Linked DNA regions of Xenopus tropicalis: region 2 is linked to region 1. Evidence: chromatin contacts called from public Hi-C data. All regions are on one chromosome and are shown on one strand. Each heading gives the region's core, a stretch centred on a gene start, on an enhancer-like site or on the middle of the called end of the contact. The rest is flanking DNA. Distances are from core to core; before and after follow the strand shown.

Region 1 (6,866 bases), core at 2,624-5,123:
AAAATAAATTGTGGTATATAGAAGGCTATGTCAAGTTTTACCAAGTGGTGATAACTGAGACCCTAGGAGCTGAATGAATAGGATGACTTGAAGGAAATTTCAAATTAACTTCAAGGATGGGGCTAATAAAAGTTGTACTTCACAGCAATCACCGAAGGACAACTAGAAAAGGGCAGAAACCTGTACAAATAGTACAACAGTGGCCTCCACTGGAGCGATGATGGACTGCACTGATGGACTGCACTGGAACTAGCACACAAAGACAGTAGGTCACCAGCACTTGCAATCAGTTACACACAATTACCTGACTAATTGCCATCAGAATCCATACCATATTAGCAGTGGCATAACTAGAAATCCATATGGTCAAATCAGTTGCTGGGTGTCTATTGCTATGCCTCTGTTTTCTATGTTTTCCTACATCTGATGTAGTAAGTGGCAACTGGGGGAAATACATGGCCAAATGATCACAATGTTGCATAAACAGTATACTTTTAAGGAAAAAAAAAGTAACTGTGTGGCTATCCCATGAGTATCTTGATGTAAGTTTGGAGACTATATGTGTCCAGAGAAACAGTTCTGCACTCCTTTGATTTTCTTATTCCAACTAATTACTACAGTTTAAAAAAACATCTTGCTTAGCTACACTTTGTTCACACCTGAGGTTTAAATAGCCATTATTTATTTTATATAGTAATTATATTGGCTCTTTGTGGTTATTATGCTTGTTATGCATTTTCTGTAGTAATTATACTGGAACATCTGGGGTATGTTTTGATAAAATGAGTATGGTTACAAAGTGTATGGGGCCAAAGGATTTCACAGCGCTGCATGCGGCAGTTTTTTTATGGTTTATACTCTCTACTTAAAGAAGAATGAATTTTGGCATTTTACTGCCAATAGATTTGCCACATTAGTGCCACCTAGACCACTATATTTATTCTGCAGAAAACTTTATCATACCTGAGTAAAGAGCCCTAGAAGCTTTCTCTGATTGTAGCTGCCATTTTAGGTTGGTCTTCATAGCTTCCTGTTTGCAGTCTAGGCGTTATAGCTCAGATCACACATTCCTAAGGGAGGGGGGAGTGCTGCGTGTTTATGAATCATTAAGGCAGGGGGGAGCAGGAGAAGGGGGAGAGGAGAGAGCTGCGCAGACTGGCCCTTGGAATGAAGGGAGGAAGTGTTTACAAAAAAGGAAACAAAAAATCTTGTGTTTCTCTTGATAGAGGACTCAGTGCAGCATTACTGGAAGTTCTTATGGCTGTATTTACATACACCTTTCTGATAAAGCTTACTAAGTTTTTACCTTTCCTTCTCCTTTAAACAGAAATTCGGGGATACGTCTAGAAAATCAAGCTAGAAATGCCCTGATTGTTATTTAAGTTACATGCAATCACAGCAGCCCTGCAGCCTGCATTTAGTAGATGTACCAGCACAGGGTAAATGTGGATACAGACACCTGTAAGGGCTAGGGCTGTCAACATTTCTGGAAAAAAATACCGGCCTTTCTTATACTCCCTATTGATAACATTAAGCATTAATTATATTGGCCAGTGAGGCATTATTTTTGCATCCAGGGGGAAAAAAAAGGAAGGGGTCACCAACAAGCCAGAACTAAACCAGTGCCCTCTGGAGTTGCTATCCTTTATAGTCCATTGCTCTACCAAAAAGGGTTGAAGGGATCACCAGTTGTAACTGTCACAGATAGGCTTCTAAGTATGACCTATTTGAATATTCCACTGTGGAAAGCACAACCATCTTGGAATTTTTATGCAAGCCAGGCAGAGGAAGAGAGACAAGCTGCAATAGCATCAGGAAAGAAGAACTTTGGTGTTGGGACTCTGCTTGTGCAAATGCAGGTGAGGCAATGCTATCAGTCTATCCATTTCCATTTCTGTACTGGAATTAATGCTAATGGAGTTCTCATTGGCCATTTCTACATTCATTATACTGGCACGTTTTGGGTTAATATGCAGATTATCTATTTTCCATATTAATTCCGGGGTTTATATGCAGAACGTCCATTTTCCATAGTAATTATACTGGCACATTTGGGGTTAAAATGCCCATTCTCTATTTTATTTAGGGATTATACTGGGTCTTTTGTGGTTGTGGTTAAAATGGGTGTGACATTTATGGGTGTGGTCACAAACTACATGCAGCCCAAAACATTTTCAGCACCGCGCATGGCAGATTTTTATGGTATATACTCTTAGGGCAGTGGCACACAGGGAGATTAGTCACCTTCGATAAATCTTAAATTTTACGGCGACTAATCTCCCCGACATGCCATCCCATCAGCAAGAATGTAAATCACTGTTGGGATGGCATACATGCTGCTTCGGTTTTCCTAAGTTTCCTTGCGAGGCAACTTGGGGCGACCAAAGCGTTGCGTATACCATGCCACTGCCGATTTACATTCTTGCTAGTGGGATGGCATGTCGGGGGGGGTTTGGTTGCCCACAATAGTAAAGATTTATCCCCAGCGACTAATCTCCCCGTATGCCACTGCCCTTAAACAACCCCCCTAGTTATAAAATTATTTAAGGTCTTTCCCAATAAATTGTTTTTTTTACAAACTTGGCACCTAGGTATTGTATATAGGTCCATGTTGTTTTTGCTTTATGACTTTACCGCCCCTGAAATTTTTTTTGCGGATGCCCGTGTTGGGGATCCTTTCCCAGTATGCCCACCTTGAGGTGGGCGATATTGGACTGATAGGCTCACAATGACAGGGATACAGGCCACTGGTGCTAGGACCGCATTAACAAGCTGATGCAGCCATTGCTCCAATTAAATTTTTAAATCTGTCCTATTGATATCTGATATTTGGCCTGATATTGGTTAAGTAGGCCAGTCGAAGTGTCCCATACACAGGCAGATAAAATGCCAACTCAAACTGAAGGAGCCAAATCAGCAGCTAAAATCAGCCTATGTATGGCACCTTTAGACACTAGTGGCCAGATGAATTAAAGTATGAATCCAAATCACAAAATCCGATGGTTTCTGATGTTTGCAAAAGACACAAAAATTCAGCTTGTTTGAATACGAAGATTTCGTACTTACGATCTGAAATTTTTGTATTAAAACAAACGTTTGCATATGGCGATCCGATAGTCACTAAATTTTTGTATCCCAACGATCGTAAACGGTGGGAAAACCTTTCTGACCTTGAACCTTCAGTGCATGATTTTGGAAGCCTCCCATAGGACTCAATGACACTCTCCAGCTCCAACCTGGCCCAAGGAAAGTCATGATACCGAAGCTTGAATAAATTTGAAACTTTCGTACTCGTTGCGACAAATACGATTTTGTCGCACAAATTGTTGCAAAGTACGAAAAAGTCGCACAAATTAACGTAAATGCTTTTTTTGTATTCGGACCTGTCGTACTGTAATGAATGTGCCCCTAAATCTGCCAGTTATGCAGAAATGGAAGCGACTCAATGCTTCAATCGGCTGGAGTACTTAACTTAATAAACTCCCAGTCTAGACCTACAGGTTAAAAATTGCTGCACGAATCTCAAAACACAAATCCCAACATAACTTTAGGCTTTGTGCTGTGTAAATTAAAAAGAGGGTATCATTTTGTTAGAGTAAAATCAAAATCCAAGAATTACTATTCTATATTGACTTTTATATATTATTTTTCAAACTGAGGTGTATATCGCCCTTTTAAACATTACAAATCAATACCATTTAGAACAAAGTATGTAAATGAAATTATAATACACCCAGTGGTTTATTAAAAAGAATATTACATCTACATAGACTGGAAACTTCGGCAGCGAAAGACACAAACTTCTGTCGTTTAGTTGATGTGGACACTAGGCTGCCACGCTGTTATCATGTTTGCTCTAAATAAAGTTATTTGAAATTGCCTCTACAAAGATGGCGGGTGCCGGTTCGCCCTTGGTTTCTATTCGTTTGCTATGGAGGGTACCTAGTTATTGTCGGACGAGGGGGCTGCTTGACGATGTGCGGTGGGGGACGTTTGGAAATCATAAAATATCCCGGGCGTGGAATGCAGGGAAAGGTTAGTCAGAGATTCAAAATGGAAAGGGACTTCTGTCAGGATTGGGAAGCTCATTAGGTAGGCAGTGGCAGCCAAAAAGAGAGGCGGTGGGAAAGAACCAAAGTGTAACTACAGGGACTGGTATAATAGCGTATACAGAGTATGTAACCTGGAAATCGTACGGATTTTTAAAAACCATCTCAACGTGAATGTTTATTTTCGCAAGAATAAAATGTGACAGGACCACAACTGGCCCCTCTGCTTCATTTGAAGCAGGCTACCTTTACGTTACCAGCCACATTACACGTTACGTACAGCAGTTCTTTATTTACCCTGACCACTTAGCTCTTCGTACGCACACCAGCCCATCAGGACAGGGATGAATTCAGGTCAACACTGACGAAAAGGGATGACTGTCAGTATCACTTTAATGAGACCAAATGAGCTGGCCAGGCAAAACTCAATAAACAACAAAAGGGCTTTGTAGAAAATCGTAATAAAATTGAAATTCAAGTATCAGCTGCTGCTGCTTAACAGCACTAACTCAGACTCTCCAAAAAAAAAAATAAGAAACGACTCTGACCTATTAATGCGTTAAAACAACATTTAAGTCTGTCAGGCTATTTAACCTTATTTATTCACTGGCTCCTGATGTAGGAAAATGCTCCAAAAAATATAATATACACTGTACTTGTGTTGATGGGTGAGATAGGTATGTATATTTTTATTTATATAGGGATACTTATATATTCAGTGCTGTACAGCAGAACAGTAAAATAGGGCAAACCGCGTGTTATTACTATACTAGATACAAAATACAGTTACATTAAAGATTAAGAGATACGTTTTAAAAAGACCAGAAGAAGGAGGTCCTTGCCTAGTTGTGTATTTTAACAACAGACCGTATGATACTTTGTACATACAGGTGTTATAGGATTGCTGTTTATGTAAATACAGCCATAAACATTCACAGAAAAGCTGCACTTTCAAAAAAAACACACAATTTCTTGTCCTCTTTTGAGTACGTGTTCTTTCTGCTCACAGAAAAATCTTTTAGGGCTTGGCACGAGCCAGCACAGTTTGCTACTCTCTTCCTCTCCCCCTCCCCTCCCATAAGAATTTGCTTCCCCTTCCAAGTGTGTGTAATCTGAGCTACCAGCAGCTAGAGCTGCAGCACAGAAGCTAAAGCTAAAATGGCAGCTGCTATCTTTAACAGAGGGAGCTTCTAGGGCTTTTTACTCGGGTATGGTAAAGCTTTCTGCCGAATAAATATAGCGTTTGTGCTTGCACTATTGTGGCTAATCTGTTGGCAATAAAATGCCAAAAAGTCTTTCCTTCTTTAAAGGAACAGTAACACTTAAAGGAGAAGGAAAGTCATTTTGGCATTTTACTGCCAAATGATTTGCCATATTATTGACACCTAGAACAATATATTTATTCTGCAGAAACCATTACCATACCTGAGTAAACCGCTTTAGAAGCTTTCTCCGTTTGCTTAAGATAGCAGCTGCCGTTTTAAGTAGCTTCCTGCCTGCAGTCTAGCTGTTAGAGCTGAGTTCACACATTCCTAAGGGAGGGGGGAGCAAGTTATTAGCATTCTCTTGGGAGAGGGAGCAGGAGAGAGGAGAGAACTGTGCAGACTCTGGCCAGAGGAATTAAGAATGTTTCTGAGAGAGGAAGTTAGACACTGGAACATCATATTTACAAAAAAAGAGACAGGAAATCCTGTGTTTCTTTTGATGGAGGACTCAGTGCAGCATTACTGCAAGTGCTTATGGCTGTATTTACATACACCTTTCTGAGCTTACGTAGTTTTTACCTTTCCTTCTCCTTTAAAACTGAAAGTGTATAAAAGTAATTACAATATAATGTACTGTTGCCCTGAACTGGTACAACTGGTGTGTTTACTTCAGAAACGCTACTATAGTTTATATAAACAAAGCTGCTGTGTAGCCATTCAAACTGGAAAAAAAGGAGAGGCACAGGTTACATAGCAGATAACAGATAAAATGCCATTGTTTTCTACAGAGCTTATCTGTTATCTTTTGTGTAAACTGTGCCTTTTCTCCTTTTTTCCAGTTTGAATGGCTGCCCCCATGGCTACACAGGAGCTTTGTTTATATAAACTATAGTAGGGTTTCTGTAGCAAACTCACAACTTTTACCTGTGCAGAGCAACAGTACATTATGTTTTAATTACTTTAAAACACTTTTTTTTTGGTGTTACTGTTCCTTTAAAGGACAAGGAAAGGCAAAGTCACTTGGGGGTGCCAAAATGTTAGGCACCCCCAAGTGACTTTAATCGCTTACCTTGTACCCCGGGCTGGTGCCCCTGTACGGAGAAAACAGCACCAGCCCGGGGTACCTGGAGCGCAGCGCTTCCTCCTTCCTCCTTCCTTTCTGAAAATGCCAGCGGTCGGCGCATGCGCAGTAGAGTTAAAAGCCGACTTTTCTGTTAAAGTTCGGCTTTTCACTCTACTGCGCATGCGCGCGCAGGGAACCCGGAAGGAGGAAGCGATCGCTGCTACCAGCCCGGGGTACAGGGTAAGCGATTAAAGTCACTTGGGGGTGCCTAACATTTTGGCACCCCCAAGTGACTTTGCCTTTCTTTCTCCTTTAAAGCGGCTTTGGAAAGCCAAAGTGATGCACACGTTGGAGGTTTACATTATCGCTGTTGGCATTTGGAGAAGTTTAGCAGGGATGCACCGAATCCAGAATCCATGCTCCTGGCTGAACCGAATCCTTAAAATTAAATTACTTTTTGTCATGTAGACACGGTAGTTGAACATTTTTCGCTGTGCACGCTTAAACCCTTCCAGAACCTAATATGCGCATGCAAATTCAGATTCGGTT
Region 2 (7,175 bases), core at 1,038-3,537, 130 kb before region 1:
TACTAACTAAGCCATTCCATGCCTTCAAAGGGATTTACTGAGTTGGCCTGCACTCTTGCTTTATTTTATAGATTGTCAGAATACTAGCCATGCTGCAATCTTTGAGATAAGGATGTTTACTTAAGTATATTTTATTTGCCAGCCTCATGCTGCCAGGTCATATTAGCAGTACTCTACTTAGGGCTCTGCACACGGGGAGATTAGTCGCCCGCTAATCAAGGCAACTTTCGGGGAAATCGCGGCGCCGCGTATGCCATCCCCACTGGCGATTTACATTTTCGCCGGTGGGATGGCATTTCAGGGAGATTAGTCGCCTGCCACAAGGGAGATTTGTTGGGGGCGACTAATCTCCCCGTGTCCAGAGCCCTTAAGGCTATTGCCACACAAGGCAGATTCTCAGCCTGTGCATAAGCACAGGGCAGAGACTATGCTTCTTGGTGCAGACAAGGTAACAGGCTGGTGCCAGCATAGCTTATTGCCCCATGTATGGCCTGCGTGGCCAATATCTGGATGGAAATGTCGATCGGGCAGATTTAAAAATGCCATTGGGGCGAGGAGCTCCTTGTTCATTGATTTGGTCCTCGCCCAGATGGCCTGAATCCCATCAACGTGATTCCAATCATTTGGCCGAGGGCCAAGGTGGGCATATCTGGCAAAGATCGTTCAGTGTATGGCCAGCGTTACATTAATTAGCCCCAGGCATACCACCATTATATCTTTGCATTTTTGTCTGTTCTACAAGTAGTTAGATGTCACTTGAAATATTTGACTTAACACAAATTGTGCAATTAAGGCAAACACACTGGTCACAGCCTCAAATTTGTACCGGAGGTGGACTTTGGCCTTTCAGCTTTGTCATTATGGGATATCTCTCATGCAGTGACTCAAAATGCAAGTACAGGTATGGGACCTATTATCCAGCATGCTTGGGACCTGGGGTTTTCGGGATAAGGGACCTTTCCGTAATTTGGATCTCCATAACTTAAGTCTGTTAAAAATCATTTAAATATTGAATAAACCCAGTAGGCTTGTTTTGCCTCCAATAAGGATTAACTATATCTTAGTTGGGATCAAGTACTGTACAGGGAAAAAGAAAATCATTTTTAAAAATTAGAATTATTTGCTTATAATGGAGTCTTTGGGAGATGGCCTTTCCGTAATTTGGAACTTTCTGGATAACGGGTTTCCGGATACGGGATCCCATACCTGTACAAGGCCTCCCAAATATTGTTTTTGGTTGAGAATGACTGAACTGTGGATGATCTAGCCACTGGAGAAGAGGCTGAAATAAACAAGACCCATGTGCTGATTCATGTGACACATTTCCCATGAAAAATAGGAGTGGCATAAAGATATGCCAAAAAGCAGACTAATAGGATCCACCAACATAACTACTACTGCTAAGTGGCCATGGACTTTTTTCAATTTTCATCACATTATAACCTTAAAATGTGATTCTTCACACAAGAAACAGTATTTATAATATTTTCCTATGTCCTTTTACAGGGATCTTACAGTAGAATATCAACATGGTGACAGAAGAAATGTGAATTTAAGGATTAGTACTCTAGTAAACACATAAAAGTAAATAAGACTCATAAAAAGTGATCTTATACTCACACCCACCAGCCCCCAATAACTAACCTGCAGAGGAGCCTCAATGCTTTGCATGGTTGTTTGAAGTTGCACATATTCAGTGTAGCAGTGCTGGCAGAGTCGGACTGGCCTGGCATTATACACCAGGCAACTGCTCAGGCTAGCACTATGGTTGGCAAATTCAGCCAGAAGGCGAAGGCAGATATCGGAGTCCTTGGAAAGTCCTGGAGCTAAGGAGTAAGAAGGCAGCAAGGAAAGAGATAGTTCTTCTGCCCACATGTACTGGGGCAACAGATCAGAATGTATAACCCCATCTTGTGCCAGCCAGCCTGTGCCCAAACACATACCACACAGCAGCAAGTTCCCTAGCAGTGAGAAGCCTCGGGAAAGCATGATAAGGCTGGCCTGCTACTGTTATTATTATTATGGAAAAGCAAAAAAATATAGGCAGGGCCTAATTGGGTAGCACACCCACTGCCGATAAGCAAATATCAGGACATGCTACACAAATAAATTCTGAATTATTAAGCAGCTGCCCTTATCCCGATTTAGTTCTATAAAAAGTATTTCCACCGATGGAACTGATATTAACACAAAATGCCACCACTACAAGGCTGGACTGGCACTTCCGCCACACAATTTAGCAGACAAACCAGGAAGGGCTGAAAACCAACACCGATCGCGACCGAGCCTAATCACAAGTGCATCATTCCCCATGAGCAGGCGGAGCTGCGCCAGTACTTCCGCACACACAGCTGAATGGGCGGGGCAAGTGTTGCAAAATGATTAACCCCTTTGCTGCCCATAGACAACGCAGGCGAAGGGTTTTCTATGTTTTTGAACCCAATAGGAAGCGTCTTTCAGGACAGAAATCGTTGTTTAGTATGTTAGCTACACAAAGCAGTGGTCACTCTGTTTTCATGTTAAACTGATAAGTGTTTGAAGCAAAATGTATATGGAATACCTAAATGTATAGCTTGCTTTAGAAGGAACATTGCTCAGCAAAGTGCCCTTTTTTCTCAATTCAAAGCAAGAGTTTTTAACCAAATGAGCGGACCCTCTCCCTAAGGCGGATGGGCATAGGCGCCACCAAGCACTGTATGAACGAGCCAATGTGGTCCCTGATGGTGGTACCTGTCCGATTGAGATTTGCCCAATTTTAGGCCAGATGTTGGTCAGGTAGGCCTATTGGGGTGACCCTTCATGGACAGATAAGATGCAGAATTGGTCTGAAGGACCCAAATCAGCAGCTGAAATCTGCCTGTGTATGGCCACCTTAACTTAAGCAACTGCCCCCTAACCAAACTAGTGATAAGTGAATTTTTCCGAGGTTGGGTGCGCTGTTCTCTTCCCCCTAAGCAGGTCAGACTGGGGAAGTGCTCTCCTCCTCTGCTCAAAACAATTCCCTTTCTTGGAACCAGAGGCACCCGCGATAGTAGCATATGGAGTCCTACAATCAGGGTCGGACTGGGGGATGAAGGTGCATTTCAGGGGCCCAGCACCCCCCAAGGTGCCCCCGCCGGCCGTGTCCCCTGTAGTGGCCCTGCCGTGCCCCCTAACCACCCCCAACAGGGGCACTGCCCAGCGTCCTCCCCTGATTGTGCGTAAGTGAAATGCGTCAAGGGAGGGACACCTGCGGGCAGTGGAGCACCAACAGGAGTCGGGTCTGGGCCGTCAGAGCCCACCGGGTTTTTTCCCAGTGTCCTGGTGGCCCAGGCCGACCCTGAGTACACACACACACAATAGTGCAAGGAGCATATTTGGGCATTGCTATATTTTATAACTGCCATTAATATATGCACAACTTTGGATCCATTTTAGCATGCCACACGTGTGTAAAAGCACATATTTCCGAAGGGGAAATAAGACACACTGGCAATTATGCTGGAATTCGGGGAGAAAATGCTGTATTATTGGAAACCATTGCGATTTGTACCTGAAAAGTGCTCTTCCTTTCTTTCTAATGAATTTTAAAATGTTGTGAATGTAATGTATTCCTGCTAATCTTGTTTAGGAGAAATAGCCCTGTCTGATATATGAAATATTAATCTATATTAAAAAAGATATCTGAGCTATATTTCCCATCACTTTGTAACCCTGTTGACTGCCGCCCCAGGGGCCCCACAGCTGCCGGCCCCGTATTCCACAGGGGGCCGCACCCCCTGACCCACCCAACATGGGCCCCAGCCACTGCCTGACATCGTCCCTTTAGGTAAATGAAACGTGTCAGGGGAGGGACACCTTCGGGTGGGGGAGCACAGACGGGTCGGATCCGACCCTGCTTTTACCCTCATAAATGACGCATAAGTGTAATTCACTTTAGTTAGAGGCAGTAATAGTGCAAGATGTGCAACCCCCCACCCCCACCCCACTCACTTTTTCACCACCTTGGAATACAAGAACTCTTCCAGCAGAGTCTACTAGATAGAAATGCAGAGTAGCACACTGGGGTTCATAGGCACCATCTTCTGGGTCTTTGGATCCTCTTTTTTCCCTTCACCGACAGATGGAGCCTTCTGGCACAAGTGCAGTTGGAGCTAATCCAGCTAATACTATTTTGCATATTCTATTGTGCAATGTTTAACAAAAATTGATACTAAAGAAATCTTTGTACTGCTTTCATGTGAATAGTGTCTGACTGATTCTGAAGAAAACATATCCCCCACAAAAACACACATACATGTAACCCCTATTTGGCTATGAAATAGTTAAATCCCAGGCTAGTATGGTTTAGAGCATGGGCTACATGCGACTCTCGTAAACAGGATGGGCCTTCGCTATGTGGAAGAGACCATGCGAGCAAGGGTGTAGTGGAACTACAACTCACTATAGTTGTGTACTGCAGAATTATTAAAGATGGATGCCAGAAAGGTTCTTGCAGTTGAACTATAGCACAATGTATTGTCAGAGATAAATGATGAAGCAGGGTTATACTCATAAATTCAGTTACAGATGTTAAACGATAGTTGTACTCTGAGGATAACAAGAGAGGATGCACACTGGTTTATCCCACCTCTTTTTGGGAGTCTGGGCAGGGTAAATGCGCCTTGTCAGCTTGGCAACCCCTTTGGAAGCAGTCAGGATAGATACCTCAGTCCTCAGGTTGATAACCCCTAGCTTGAGAGTCCTCCGTGTGAGTAGGGATCAGGGTTTATTCTAACCTGTCTCCTATCTCTACTCCGTGGCCCTATTGCTGAGGCAACATTGCCGGATGGAAGAAATACTTCCTGCTACTTTCCTTGGTGGGGCTGGAAAACTGCCCTTGCTTCCTTCCCTCTCTACCTCACTCTCCTAGAGAGTGCTCGACTTAGAGTAAGTATCTAGCTAATCCTCATTCACGGGGCCCTGTCCCTGACTTCACCAGAGTGGATGGGGTCACTCTGGTGTAAATGGCTTTACTGGGGCCTGTTTATGCTCACAGGCTCAGTGGTCCTTCACCCGAAGAGCAGAAGCAGCCAAAGAGGAAGTCACACCTTCTTGCTAGACACTATATCAGTCTGCAAGGGGCGTGAACAACCCTAATAACCAATAAGGTATAATGCATAGTGCAAACTAGATACATGGGACTCTGCCCAGTAACAGTAGTAGGAAGAAGTTGTAGGGAATTAAAGCCATAGGAGTGCTAAACCCTATGGGTCCATACTAGAGATGTAGCGAACTGTTCGCCGGCGAACTAATTCGCGCGAACATCGGGTGTTCGCAAGTCCGCAAATTCGCGAACTTTTCGTGATGTTCGCAATTTGGGTTCGCCGGCACCGAAAAAATCGCAAAACTTACGATAACGGTACAAATTCTCTGAAAAAATCGCAAAACTTGCGATAACGGTACGAAAAAGTCGCAAAACTTACGATAACGTTACGAATGATCCGAAAAAGTCGCAAAACTTACGATAACGTTACGAATGATCCGAAAAAGTCGCAAAACTTACGATAACGGTACGAATGATCCGAAAAAGTCGCAAAACTTACGATAACGTTACGAATGATCCGAAAAAGTCGCAAAACTTACGATAACGGTACAAATGATCCGAAAAAGTCGCAAAACTTACGATAACGTTACGAAAGCTCCGAAAAAGTTGCAAAACTTACGATAACGTTACGAAAGCTCCGAAAAAGTCGCAAAACTTACGATAACTTTACGAAAGCGCCGGAAAATACGAAAAAGTCGCAAAATTACCGATCATTTCGAAAAACGGCGTGTGTCAATTTTTCAGAGGTTTTTGCCCTTGATCCCCCTCCTGCATGCCACTGTCCAGGTCGTGGCACCCTTTAAACAACTTTAAAATCAGTTTTCTGGCCAGAAATGGCTTTTCTATTTTTTAAAGTTCGCCTTCCCATTGAAGTCTATGGGGTTCGCAAAGTTCGCGAATATTCGCAATTTTCGGCGGAAGTTCGCGAACAGGTTCGCGAACTTTTTTTTTGAGGTTCGCTACATCCCTAGTCCATACATACAGTATGTTTAAAGAAACAAAAGACAAGTAAATGTTATATTTCAGGCAATAGAACAGTAACATTTTGGCTCCCATTGTGACCTTTTATCCAATTACTGCCTGACTATATTACTACTCTTAGACTTTTTTTTAACATCCAAGCATGTGACACCTTGAATTTGTTTTGGTGGGGTGGCGGGGGGCCTCCCTTTGTCAGTAATGAGAATGGGAAGAAAAAGGAGAAAGGAATCTAAAACAAAGAGGAGAGAAGGAGACAGCGCTCCCCTGTGTACAGAAGATGCAACTACTCAATGCAAGCAGAGAATATGTTATACTCAGCTCTGTGTGCCATTGGCCTAAAAGGCCATGCCACAAGAGAGCACAGAATATATTAGGGAATATCTATGTAAAACCAACCATAAGATTAATTTTAGTGATGACAGAATTTATTCGGCAGGCATGGTTTCGCAATGAAATTCCAAATTTTGTTGCCAAACTGCAGCAAAAATTCAGCACAACAAAAATTGGCAGACATTTGTATGCTAACATCTTCATGTATCCCACAGATACAAATTACAGTCTCCGTTGCCCCAGATTTAAAGATGTTTTTTTCTGGACAAAATTTGTAGACTACATATTTGTATTATGGCAAGGAGAATAGGAAGAAATGTGCCCATACATTAACATAGCACCCAATACTACATAGGACAAGCATACAGAGACAATCAGCTGCAGTAGAAACTTGCTTTTTCCCAGAATTGATGCCATTTCTTTCCCAATCCCAGATCTTACTGTTTCTGGGAATTTATGGCATTTTGATGTAGTCATATTCAAAATTGGGGTTCTTCTGTATCTAGATGTGAAAGTATGGAAGTATGGAGTGGAAAATGGAAAGTTACACATTGAAATATTTGAAGCCATGTTTCCATCCCTAGGTGTTACAAGGGGCTTACCCACAGTCAGTTTATGAGTCAGGAGGATGACAGCTACAGATCGGAGATAGGAGGCTAATAACATGGGAGCCTCAACTAATGTAATCATAGAATCTGGTGAACATTGCGTATCATTGGGGCACCCTGCCAGGTGTCTAGGGAATACACACCACCATTATACCTGGAAATTAAGTGTACATGAGTAGTGAAGGCTTTGT

The links. Hi-C and Micro-C count contacts between places; a contact is called where the count stands out from the background.
Region 2: a contact with region 1 is called in a Hi-C map of liver, with 4 times the contacts expected there. The contact joins the promoter of ostm1 here to the promoter of afg1l in region 1. A contact is called at or near these places in 5 of 5 Hi-C or Micro-C datasets (brain, gastrula embryo, liver and 2 more).

The regions. Positions count from the first base shown.
Region 1 is chr5:78,455,286-78,462,151 of UCB_Xtro_10.0, reverse strand. It overlaps afg1l (AFG1-like ATPase), which reads left to right and starts at 3,873. Exons shown (of 12, transcript XM_012963556.3): 1 at 3,873-4,035. The coding sequence starts at 3,891.
Region 2 is chr5:78,582,746-78,589,920 of UCB_Xtro_10.0, reverse strand. It overlaps ostm1 (osteopetrosis associated transmembrane protein 1), which reads right to left and starts at 2,287. Exons shown (of 6, transcript NM_001079114.1): 1 at 1,645-2,287. The coding sequence starts at 1,875.